Regions from separate parts of the Triticum aestivum genome. Here region 1 is linked to region 2. A link is a contact called in public Hi-C data. All regions are on one chromosome and are shown on one strand. Each heading gives the region's core, a stretch centred on a gene start, on an enhancer-like site or on the middle of the called end of the contact. The rest is flanking DNA. Distances are from core to core; before and after follow the strand shown. Region 1 holds the start of LOC123058162 (dolabradiene monooxygenase). Region 2 holds the start of LOC123060774 (RNA-binding protein pno1).

The links. Hi-C and Micro-C count contacts between places; a contact is called where the count stands out from the background.
Region 1: a contact with region 2 is called in a Hi-C map of leaf, with 6 times the contacts expected there. The contact joins the promoter of LOC123058162 here to the promoter of LOC123060774 in region 2. A contact is called at or near these places in 3 of 5 Hi-C or Micro-C datasets (leaf and an unstated tissue) and 1 of 1 datasets of contacts at active chromatin or transcription factors (leaf).

Annotation. Positions count from the first base shown.
Region 1 is chr3A:154,357,296-154,363,526 of IWGSC CS RefSeq v2.1, reverse strand. It overlaps LOC123058162 (dolabradiene monooxygenase), which reads right to left and starts at 3,865. Exons shown (of 2, transcript XM_044480978.1): 1 at 2,906-3,865; 2 at 1,189-1,963. The coding sequence starts at 3,799. The coding sequence ends at 1,316.
Region 2 is chr3A:154,059,661-154,065,608 of IWGSC CS RefSeq v2.1, reverse strand. LOC123060774 (RNA-binding protein pno1) reads right to left here and starts at 3,576. Exons shown (of 2, transcript XM_044483607.1): 1 at 3,206-3,576; 2 at 1,665-2,328. The coding sequence starts at 3,460. The coding sequence ends at 1,906. It also overlaps the pseudogene LOC123060773.

The DNA.
Region 1 (6,231 bases), core at 2,616-5,115, 300 kb before region 2:
CGGTCGAGACATGTGCCTATTTTAATGCTTATTAGGATCTGTTTTCGCCCTACACCTTTTTGTTAGGTTGATTAAGGTCAGTTTCCATCGTACGATGTTGTGGTATGCATTGGAGTGGTATGTGCGTAATGCTGCACTTTTTTTTTTCTAGGAATGCCCATCATAGCTCTCTTTATTGATATCAAATAATAATTACATTCTTATGAAACTACATCAAAGAAAGTTGGGGTTCATCAATCCAATCATAATGATTTTACATTATAAATATAAAATATAGCCAACTCTTGCATCATACATTCGCTTCTCTTCAATAGGTGCTTCAATTTGACGTTCCCATTTGATCTTCAAAACTTAAGCCCACTTGGAATCACAGTGGTAGATGAAAAGGTGGAATGCGGGAAGAGAAATTTTAGTGCTTGTTGTGCTCGAGGCCTGTTTTGCCTTTTGCCGGTAGCAACGCATAGGCATTGTCCTAATAAAAATTAGTGTGATAGATATAAGCACCACATGCATTTTTTGTTAGTAATCATTTTGTGATGTGCACCACATTGTAAACAGTGTGTAACAATACAACATGTGTGATAGGACTTTCAACACACACATTTTTTTCATCCAAACTGTCTGTAACATTGGACGCATCACAAACATGGTGCCACAGTGTAGGCTGTGTGATAGGCCCGCCATCCTAAACATTCAGTCCGAATGAATCGTGTCAAACCTTTGACAGGTCGCATATGATTTCTTCTCTCGTCGCATGTGGGATAGATTAGCTAAATGCAAATGATTCGTTCCCTCATCGTAAACGTTTGCTTTCGAAAAACTGTCTACGGCCTAGCAAGCTATCACACACATTTTTATCTATATCGTGTGCGATAAACACCCCTATCGCACACCATCACAAGGCGCCGGTTCGTGGCTGTGTGTGCGATGAGGTCTTTTTACCTTATGCAATACCCTTAACTGCACTAGTGTCACTTGCAAACATAACAAGGCAGAGTTTGACCAAGTCTATAGACTACAAGCAAGGCCAATATAAATCGCAAGCTCGGTCACGGATGAAATTTCAAACAATACCCACCCACCCATGCATGCGCATAGATACACCATGATTTGCAAGGATTTTCTGTTAATTAATAGAATACCATTAATCATGTATGTGCAATGCATGTTAATATTAGGGAATATGTTAGTTACATTACACACTAATCTAGATGATGAACAGTCTGTTTTGCTAGTATTTGTTTAAGCACGTGCATGTCGGCGCAATGCACCCTCACAATGTCGTGTCAGGGCCATCACATACAAGGAAAATAAGCTAATGATCTTTGTTGCCTTCTGACAAGACTCCGAGAACAGGCACCCAGAGGATAGGGCGCAGCAGGAGGTCGGCCTTCCGCCGCACAGTGATGCCTAACACCTCGGCCATATCTAACTCATCCTGTGGTGGACCCTCCCAGTCAAAGTGGAATAGTAGACTCGCCAGGGCGAGCTCAATGTTGCCGAGGCCAAACGCTATCCCCGGGCACATCCTCCGGCCAGCGCCAAATGGAAGAAATGAGAAGTCGGTACCCATAAAGTCATCTGTGCCTGCCTTGCCTAGGAAGCGCTCAGGGCGGAACATCTCCGGCTCATCTGGCCAGTAGCGCTCGTCACGGCCCAACGCCCAGGCATTGATCAGCACCTGTGTTCCCCGCGGCACGTCGTACCCGAGCACTTGGCATGACTCCCGACACTCTCGTGGGATGAGTAGCGGCAAGGGCGTGTGCAACCTCAACGTTTCCCGGATGACTAGGTGCATGTACGGTAGTTCCCCGAGGGCATGCTCCGCTACGGTGCCGTGAGCCTCAAATGTTCGCCGGACCTCGGCCGTCACCTTCTGCATCACCATTGGGTTCCTGATCAACTCTGCGATCGCCCAGCCCAATGTCGTCGACGCTGTCTCACTGCCGCCGGCGAACACGTCCTGCGCTCATGCAAAACATTGTGAAGTGAGTTTTGAGATTGAGATACACTTTCCATTTTCTAATAAAGTTTTTGCCAAGTTGTAATCCACAAGTATTTCTTAAGTCTCAACCGATGCTATTTCAAAAAAAAAAAAGTCTCAACCGATGCAGAATACTATAACTTTAGTTACTAAAATCTAGAAAAGCCCAAGCTGCATTTTTTTGTACAGTAATTGCACTTTTCTTCACCGACTAAGACATAAGAACATTCGGTTGTTGAGAGATAGACGTAAGAAAATGAGGAGAAGACTATTATGCTTGTATATAAAATGATAGTATTAATAAAATAAATAATGGTAGTATTAAGAAAATTAATCCAGGATGAAAATATCGTTTACTCTCAAACTTAATTGTAACAATATACTCCCTTCGTTTCTAAATATAGGTTTTTTAGAAATTTTAATGCGGACTAAATAGGATACATCCGTACGTAGTTGTTATTGAAATCTCTAGAAAGACTTATATTTAGGATCGGAGAGAGTACATTCTTCTCAACTTAATTATGCGGTGGTGCTTTATTGTCGATCGGTAACTAGATGCAAGGAAATGAAAATCTTTTTCTGATGCTTTTCTGTCCTTTTAAAGTAATACTACCTCCGTTTCAGTTTACAAGTCCTACGCGTATACGTAGGTTGCCAATTATATCACCTTAATATAAATTATATAACACAAAAATTATACAGTTTGAAAATAAAACATCTGAAGTTTATATTGATATATTTTTTGTAATATATGACTTGTATTAGGTTGGTCAAATTGACGACCTAGGGGCACGCGCACGTCCTGTAAACTGAGAGAGAGGTAATACTCGTATATATTGAGACATAATTAAGAAAATCTAAATCAATTGAGACATACTTCTACTAGCAAAACCCAGTTAATAAGTGTGGAGTGGTACTTACGAAGATGACGGATTTGACGGCGTCCATGTCCAGTGGGAACTGGAGACTGCCCTCATTCTCCTTTTGTATGCTTAGCAGCACGTGGAGCAAGTCCTCGTTCTCGCCTCCTCCTCCACCTTCCATTTTCTCCCGGATGATGTTGTCGAGGATGCCGTTCCCGACATGGCAGAAATCCTTGGCGCGGCGCAGGGTCCCACTGAGCCAACCCACCAGCCGGGACGACGGCCACAGGTCCGGGGGGTTGAACCCCGACGCGAACTTGGCACCGCGGTCGAGCGAGCGGAGGAACTCGTCGCGTTCCTTGAACCGGTCGCCCATGACAGAGCGGACCGTGATGTCGGTGACTAGCGCGGAGATGCGCCTGCTTAGCTCCACGGGGCGTCTGGCCGCCGCGGCCTGGGCGACGTCGCGGAGCATGGCGGCGACCTCCTCCTCCCTGATGGCGCGGAAAGACAGGACGCGCCGCGCCGAGAGGAGCTTCGAGACGACGATCTTCTTGATCTCACGCCAGTAGTCGCCATAGGGCGCGAACGCAATGCCCCGCCCGCCGTTGGTGAGCACGCGCATGGTGGCGTTCAGGGGCCGCGTCGCGAACGCCACATCGTGGGTCTTCATCACCTCGCGGGCGCCCTCCCGGGACGACACCACTAGCGTGGGCACCTCGCCGAGCCAGAGCAGCATAACCGGCCCGTGGCGCCGTGCCAGGTTTCGCATCGCGCGGTGGGGCAGCTGCCCGGCGAGGTGGTGCAGGCTGCCGAGCACCGGCAGCTGCCATGGCCCCGGTGGCTCGTTCCCTGCCGAGAGCCTCCGCCTGCGCCCTGAAAGAAGCACAATACATAAGGACACGAGAGCTAGGCCGAGGTAGACGACCTCCATTTGCATCATGTAGTACATGGCAGCTCTGCTTCTAATCAAGGAAGCTAGACATGTAAGATGGAGCAATTTGCTTGCTCCGTTTGTTTTATTGAGCGCGCCGAGTCAGTCAAGATCGATCTGAGATCAGTTTGTTGCAGCTAACTACTCCTGCTATATTAATTATATAAACTACTATTATTAACTCCGGCTGAGATCAACAATTGTTTACGGCGGCTGCTAATCCCGCGCGTGGATCAGCCGGGTCGACAGCCGTTTGATGCTCCCCTAGCATCTCCACTTGGCACTCCCAACAACCCCCGGCTCTTTTTTTTAGAGTTTTCTTTATTTAACACTGTCTTAAAATTTATTGCCCTATTTAACATCGAAAAACTTTTTCTTCCTTATTTAACACCGAGTCTAAATTTTATGCCATTTATAACATTTTTGTCCATTTTAAGCCATAACGATGTTAAATGACACATGAAAAGACCTATTTGCCCTTCATGCGATATTTGACCAAAATTTTATATGTATGTGTGTATGCGGCTGACTCGTTTTGCGTTGGCCTTGGTCCCAATCTCGACCTCGACACTGATGGCGTTATAGCCGAGTGTTTTCCAGCATACAGGCACACGAAGCTAGCTCGAATACTTTCCGAGGGTTCCGTCGAGACGTAGACGACACGTACACACCAAGAAACAAGTAGGCAGGCAAGTGGATCGATTCTAGTTGGACATGTACTGCTAATACGTAATAGATGAAGTTAGTTAGCAGCCGATCTCTCGCTTGATCATTTCTGCGTTCGCTGGCTAGCTAATCAAGCTAGCAATACCCGTAAAAAAGCAAGTTAGGGATACTATCTCGGCTACAACACGAACACACACGATGCGATTGATGGCCACGGGACCATGTCGGTCCTTTTTATATTCCTTTTTCAATCTCAACTCACAGCTGTTACAAAAGGACTGGGCATATGCACATATATACTAGGCTACACCTAGCAATAGTTGTGTAAGGCGTGTACAAGCACTGGCTTTTCACAAAAAATTACAAGCACCGACTACGATTTTAACATACTGACTTTGTTGTATACTATCGATCCAGTATGTAGTGTACCATGTACTATTGATGTACACCGGCTACCCTGCTGACCTGAAGCTAAATTACCACGTAAAATTTTGGTCACCTATCATATGAGGGGCAAATATGTCTTTTCAGATGTCATTTAATATCATTAAAGCTTAAAATGGACGAAAGTGTCATAAAGGATATAAAATTTAAAGACTGCGTTAGATAGGGAAGAAAAAGTTATTAAGTGTTAAATAGGGAAACAAAATTTAAAACAGTGTTATATAAGGAATTTTCTTTTTTTTTATGGTCGGCCGAAAAAACGGTTCAGTCACGACCAAATTTCACTGATTAGCGCAGAAATTGGTGCCGACGGACCCAGACCAAACCCGACACACTGGGGGTGCCCGGGGGCGCCGGAGAAAATGAATTTGGCACGAAAGCTGGTGGACCCGCCGAGTCAACGACACCGAGAACCTTTGTCCTCATCGCATTAGTTTCTCACGGGGAATCAATGTGAATGCCGCCGCCGGACAGCCTTCCATTAATTCACGGGCGGCGCAGTGAAGGCGCGCCGCCGCGCATCCCGCCCCCTCTCGCCACGTGTCCACACTGCTGCCGCCCACTCGCCGCTATAAAAGCTGCCCTCCCTCGCCGCTGGCCGCACACTCGCCTCCCCCACAGCCTCTCTCCTTCGCCGCAGACGCCCCTCTCTCCTTCACCGCCGACGCCTTCTCTCTCTTCCCGTCTCTATGGCCAAGCGTTTTCCCAGCGATGGTGCGGCAGCTAACGGCTTCGGCCGCCGCCACTTGCACGCGTGGGAGGCGCGCTTCCTCCACGAGGTGGACTACCCAGCGTCGCCCGACATGCGCGTGTCGGGCTCATGGAGGCTCAGCGCCGCCGGCGCCCCCGTGCCACCGCCGCGCCGAGATCGCGCGGATCCGGTCAGCGCCGCCGAAGGAAGCGCGACAGCAAGCCAGGTACGCCCCTAACAGCACCAACCTCTGGATGGCCTACTTCGAGCGTCGCCAGGCCGACCAGCTCGCGTCGACGATCGGTGCTCTGGCACAACTCGGACGGCCGCCGCCAGTGGTGGGGAGTCCCCAGGCGCACTCTCCACACGGTCCTCGAGCACATTGAGGGTGGCAAACGCGCCGCGAATGGAGTACCCGACGCCGTCCTTCTCACGCCGGAGCGGCGGCTCGTGGCTACCGAGGCGCATGGCGGGCGCGTCGTCTTCTTCCTCCAACTCTCACCTCCTCCGGTGCACCGACGCCGCTCGCGCCGTCAAGGGCGAGCCCCAAGAGACGCCGGAGCGCTGACGCAGCGGCAACCTCATCATAAACGAGGGCCGCCGCCACAAACCTTCCCCTCCTCCCCGCAGCCATCTTCGCCTAGTCAAG
Region 2 (5,948 bases), core at 2,327-4,826:
ATTCCTAGTTACCTATAAAGCATTAATTATTTCCTTGTAAATAATATTTGTAGTAACATTTGTTGGAACACCCTTGGCATCTTCAATCAGGATTTTTAAACCTTGTCATGACGTCACTCGCGAGACAGTAACATATAGTTGCCCATGAGAGAACACTGGGTTTGGGAGATAAACACACAATTTAGAAAGTGTTTGTCCTTCACTTCTATTTTTTCATCAAAAATTCTTCTACTGAATTCCCATGTATTGCAAGTAGTAACAGAGAGGAGTATATACCTTTTTCCTTCTGCAAAAAGTAAACACACTTCATATTGCCAAACAGTTTGCCTCCAATATCATATCTTCCCCAAAGGGTTCCAATGCTAAAGACATAACGAATGGTTACACAGATTAAACATATCAATTGGAATTGAGATTTGTGGTGTCAAATAAAACAGTTGGAGAACTCATCAAACGACCAAGAAACAATTTCTCTGGTACCACATGATGCACACCACTTTACAAAATCTACAAACCTAAATTGCAATAAATATATATAGCAACAAAACTAAGAAAAATATAGTGGAAGACTAAGATAATTCTTTTCTCAATAGTTTCTACAGATAAGCTGAAATTTTAATTGTAATTTGAGGAACTAAAATCATGGTCTATGCGTGGCTGAGTAGAATGTTGCCCAGTTAACGATTTCTAAGCCCAAGGAATAAGAATCAGAAAATAGGTATTAGAACAGAGTACCAGTAGGTACCTTCGCTGTAGCAGAGATTACATGGTGTTGCCGGAAGGGATGCATATCACATCTTCTGCATCTTGTCCAAACATTTGCATATACCAAATATGTAAATCCTTCTATAAACTTCATGTAGCAGATACTACAGGGATAACATACTGCAGCAGGAGATGCAGACCAAACCCTTTATGGCTCTCCACTGCCCATGTGCTGCAGTTAAATTGTCCGATCTTGAGACAGTAATAATACATAGCTATCATAAGGATAACCATATGTAGACTACATGTTTACCTTCTCCAAAGTCTGATCCTAAGGGTAACTTATACTGACTGTGACGACATAAGTGCGACGGATTGGTTATAGGTGTCGCTGTAGTGTAAAGGACCATTGGAGGCAGGAGATTGAGGCCCTGTTCGGAGAACCTCCACTCCACAACTCCTGAAATTTCCCGGAGTTGGTGGAGTTGCAGTTGAAAACTGCGAAGCAGCTATTTCCTAACTCCACAACTCCTGAAATTTCGTGGAGCTGGTGAAATTCCGAACAGGCCTTGAGAACTGTTATCCAGCTCAAACTCTGCAGAAGCACCGTAGCGCACGCACAGGATGGTAATCCAAGATTGGATTAACAAAGCACCAAAGAAAGAAACTATGGCGTCCAAAGAAACATAGCCAAGCTAAGATGGATTTACATGGCAATAAAGTACTGCACCAATGCTATATGTTTTGGGTGAGCCTCCTGTGAGAAGGGCTCGCCATACTGCTCAAGAGCAATGCAGAACTTTCTGTAGGATTCACAACCATTATTGTGGTCAATTTGTAAGGGTAAATCGACCAAATTTGACAATTCAAGATTCTAGGTTAACTTGATCATTCTCCACATCCATAGCCATGTTATAGAGTATAAAATACACACACTGAAGAAAAAGAGACAACACAAGTTACACAACAGTATTTGGCATATATAAATAGTAGTCGAAGCAAACATATAGTAACGTGTATCAGAACAGCATTTTCTCAAGAAAAAGCCGAGAACAGAACACAAGGAATATCACCACAGATCTCTCGGCACTTCGAAGTTGTTCTTCGTATCAAGACAATGCATAGCACAGTGACACAAATCAGCGGATACAACACCTTACAAGGCCAAAACTGCAGCTATATAATGTGACCCAGACTCAACTAATACCTTTCTGCCAACCTAGCAGATACAGCCCTAAGCTTAGAATAGACCTTGCCGGCAGGAGAACCTAAGATAAGACTACAGAGTGAATCCCTGGCAACCTTGATGTTAACAAAGGATCCGAGTATGTGGATCTTCGTATCAGCGATAACTATGCGAGTCCTGGTAGAGTTCTCGATGGCATACTTGGTCTTGCCTCCTTTCCCTGATAGGCGCCCAATGGCACGCGACAGATGCTCCCCTCTGAGTGTCTTCACATCCTTGATCTCGAAGGAGTCCACATACAGGTCATCAAGACGAAGCAAGGCAACAGCATCGGCAATGTCAAATCCAAGCATAAAAGCATGCACGAAGTCCGCGCACTTCTGAAGGTTGCTCACATCTGGTGTATCATGCCTTGTCTTCAGCTCGACCCTTTTTGCCTGTAAAAAACAAAACAGACTAATGAAATTGCTGCAAAGGAGACAGAAAAATGCTTAACATTCAGATATCTGACAAGTTCTGCCTCAATAATAAGCACCGGAAGAACTCCCTGCAGACCCAAAAACCATGAGAGAAACACCAGCCACAAGGCAAACCAATTGACTCACGTGTATCTGTATTCTTCTAGAACACTATGCTTTCCCACAAAAATAAGAACACCACTAAGCTAATTAATCAGGTCAAGTGCTCAGTTGGTGGCAATAATACGAATCAGTAGCTTCATCATGATGAACTGAAATAAATATGTATATGCAAATAATCAGGATAGCCAGCAGACGTTTACTTGCTTCAAGACATACTGCTAGCGTTTATCCAATTGATCGAATTCATGAAGAATCCTCTAATCAAAGCTAATCGATCAGATTCAATACATACTGCTAAAACACTGAACAATCAAGTTCGAAAAATAGTCTATTTTATCACCATGGCTATCATGACTACCTCCCATTTTTTCAGGTCAAGTGCACAGGGAATTAAAATACTGAACACTGAAGTTTGAAAACAGAACATGTTTTATCCTGATAAAAGTGCTAGTACAGTGAACTGAAGGAACATGACATACATCACGTGTCTTTTTGACCCGAATGTCTAACCACAGGTGCTTTAAGCTAGTGCGGATTTTCCCCATGATATACAAGTGCTTGAACCAAACCGTACAGGATATAAGATCATCAACAGACCAACAAATTTCTCCATAATTACTCACCGAACGGCGTGCTTTAAATGACAGGGAGAGAACGAACACAGGTCACACGACTTCCCCTAACTATTAGGACGCTGCAACGACAGACTAGAAAACTGAGCCGGGTCACCAACCTTGAGGTTCATGCGGATGTCGACCTTCATGTGCTCGTAGACGGGGGTGTAGATCTCCAGCCACGCCTTCTTCAGCGGCGCGAAGCGGTGCGGCGGCACCTGGACCTTGCGGTACTGTGGCCTCCCGCCGCTCATCTCGCTTGGCATCAGCGCGTCGAACCGCGGCTTCTCCACGCCGCCGGCCGCGTCCACCGCCATCGCGCCAGAGGAGGATCCTCCTCCCGCGGCAGCGGCCGGGGCTCTGTCGACTTCCATCGGGCTACGGCTGATGCGGCTGCGGCGGGGGTGCGATGGCGCCGGGTAGGAGGCTGCGGCGGGGGTGGGATGGCGCCGGGTGGGAGGCTGCTAGGGTTTTGGGACCGAGAGGAGTGAAAACTTCGGAACGGAGAGGCTTATATTGGGCTGTGGAAGGAGTTTGGGCCAGCACAAGACGATGGACTGTTCCTTCCCCTGTGCGACATGGGCCTGGCCCAGCGAGCACAGTCAGAGCTAGCGACAGAAAACTCACGCATGTTTTTTGTTTTTTTGTCGGTCTGTTTACTTTTAAGTTGAAAAAAAATACGAATTAAAAAATTGTTAATGAACTAAAAAAATGTTCAGGACTAAAAAATTGTTCGCAGATTTGAAAAAAAGTTCATGAGTTGAAAAATTATTCACGGATTTGACAAAAAAGTTCGGGAATTCAAAAACATGCTGATGATGTGCACATTTGAAGCTTTCGTAATTGGGATGTGTCAAGCCTTTCTGGCATTGGACTTTTTGGGTGATATGCATGATGGGATAATTCGATGCGCTCCTCGCAAAAAAAAAAAGAAGAAGGATAATTCGTTGCCGCAAATGTCTGGAGTCATTAGCATTTTCTGTGGTCCGTTGATCCACACACAATGTCACAGTGGAAATTTACTCCTGTATAGATCAAGAAGCCACAGTGGAAATTTACTCCATGTGTACAAAGATCCACTTCTTTAGTTCACGTTTCCGAGTCTTGCTTTCTTTCTATACAACAATATGTATAAATCTACAAGAACAGGGACATACATATCCTGAACTTTACACTGATGAACCATGAGTTCATAAGGATCATAACTACTACATCCATGTACAAGAGACGACCAAAGCCTGTCGACTTACTCGACTCTTTCCGTGCTCTGGTTACTTCAGACACATGTTCTTACAAGACAGCTTCACATACTAGCTTACAGTAAGTGGAATGCCCACATAACAAATGCTATTTACCCTTTTCTTAAACTGATGAGGGCTCGGTTAGCTTATCCTTAAATGGTAAGGCGGCTGATGATGATCCTATTTGCGTGTAATTACGCGTCTGGGATCACCTTTGCCTCCTTCGCAACATATGTCATTGGATGATAGAATCCCAGTAGTGAAAAAAGAATTGTCTGGTTTGGCGACTCCAGGGATTATGTGCCAGGGAAAGGTCCGCCTGAACTGGAAAGCATTATGAATGCACAGACGACCGAGAGTGAGAAAACAGAAACCCATGTATTCTCTGTGTACATCTCCATGGCATCTGTGAAGGAGAAGCGTGTTCGACTTTCAGCCCAATTGCGAATTCTATCAGCCATATACTGCTCTCCCCTGCAATCAGTAAACAACCGGTCAGAATTTGCAAGAGATAAATCGACAGAATGGAGGGGTGTTATATTATAGAAAGAAGCAGGCTACCTCTTCATCAAACCATCGGCCTCGGCGAACCCATGCAGTAACCAAGGCAAGCAAGATTCTTGGTGGTGTCAAGTAGTTTACTGCCTTTCCACTTCCTTTCACAACTCGCATTCTTGGGACCAATGTCCTTGCTACTGTTTCTGGAAGCTCGCATATTATATTGAACATCTGTTTATTTTGGAGAGATGAACCACTGCAAAGAATAGACTGTAGGTTAACAACATGAGAGCGGCATGTATATACTACCTCTGTTCCTAAATATAAGTCTTTGTAGAGATTCCACTATGGACCACATACGGATGTATATAGATGCATTTTAGAGTGTAGATTCACTCGTTTTGCTTCGTATGTAGTCCACAGTGGAATCTCTACAAAGACTTATATTTAGGAATGGAGTACTATATATAAGGAGAGAGTTGCAGAGTACAGAATGAACTTTCTTTTCTTGCGCCAGTCGAATCCTGGCATCTGAAGAAGTCAAGTAACTTAAGAGGTTACCTTAGAAGGAGATCTGTAAGGACCATTCCAGGAGACGCGGTGTGCACTCCAACTTTTGATCTTCTGCTTTCCTTCATAAGCGATGCTTGGAACTGCCTTAGTCCACACTTAGTTGAGCCATAACTGTAAAATTGCAAATCAGCATCAGATTTAGTTTCATTGTAAAAGCAGGAGCATCAAATACAATGCATCATCAAGTTTTAGACAACGAGAAAAGCAAGATACATCATCTCTACAATGTAAGTGTTAAATAAATGCGTAGCAGATAATTCGAGAGAGAATTCCTTATTTAACACTGTGTCTAAATTTTATGCCCTATTTGACATTGACAAATAATTTCTTCCCTATCTAACAACGAGTCTAAATTTTATGCCTTTTATAACACTTCTGTCCATTTTGAGCCTAAATAACACCTGAAAAGACCCTTTTGCCCTCTTATAGTATGTTTGTGCGCGCATGTGTGTGCTGTTGCATCTGTGTGCGTGCGCACATGTGTGTGCTACTGTGTGTGTGTGCGTGTGTGTTTTTGCTACTTTGTGTGTACGTGTGTGTATTTGCTACT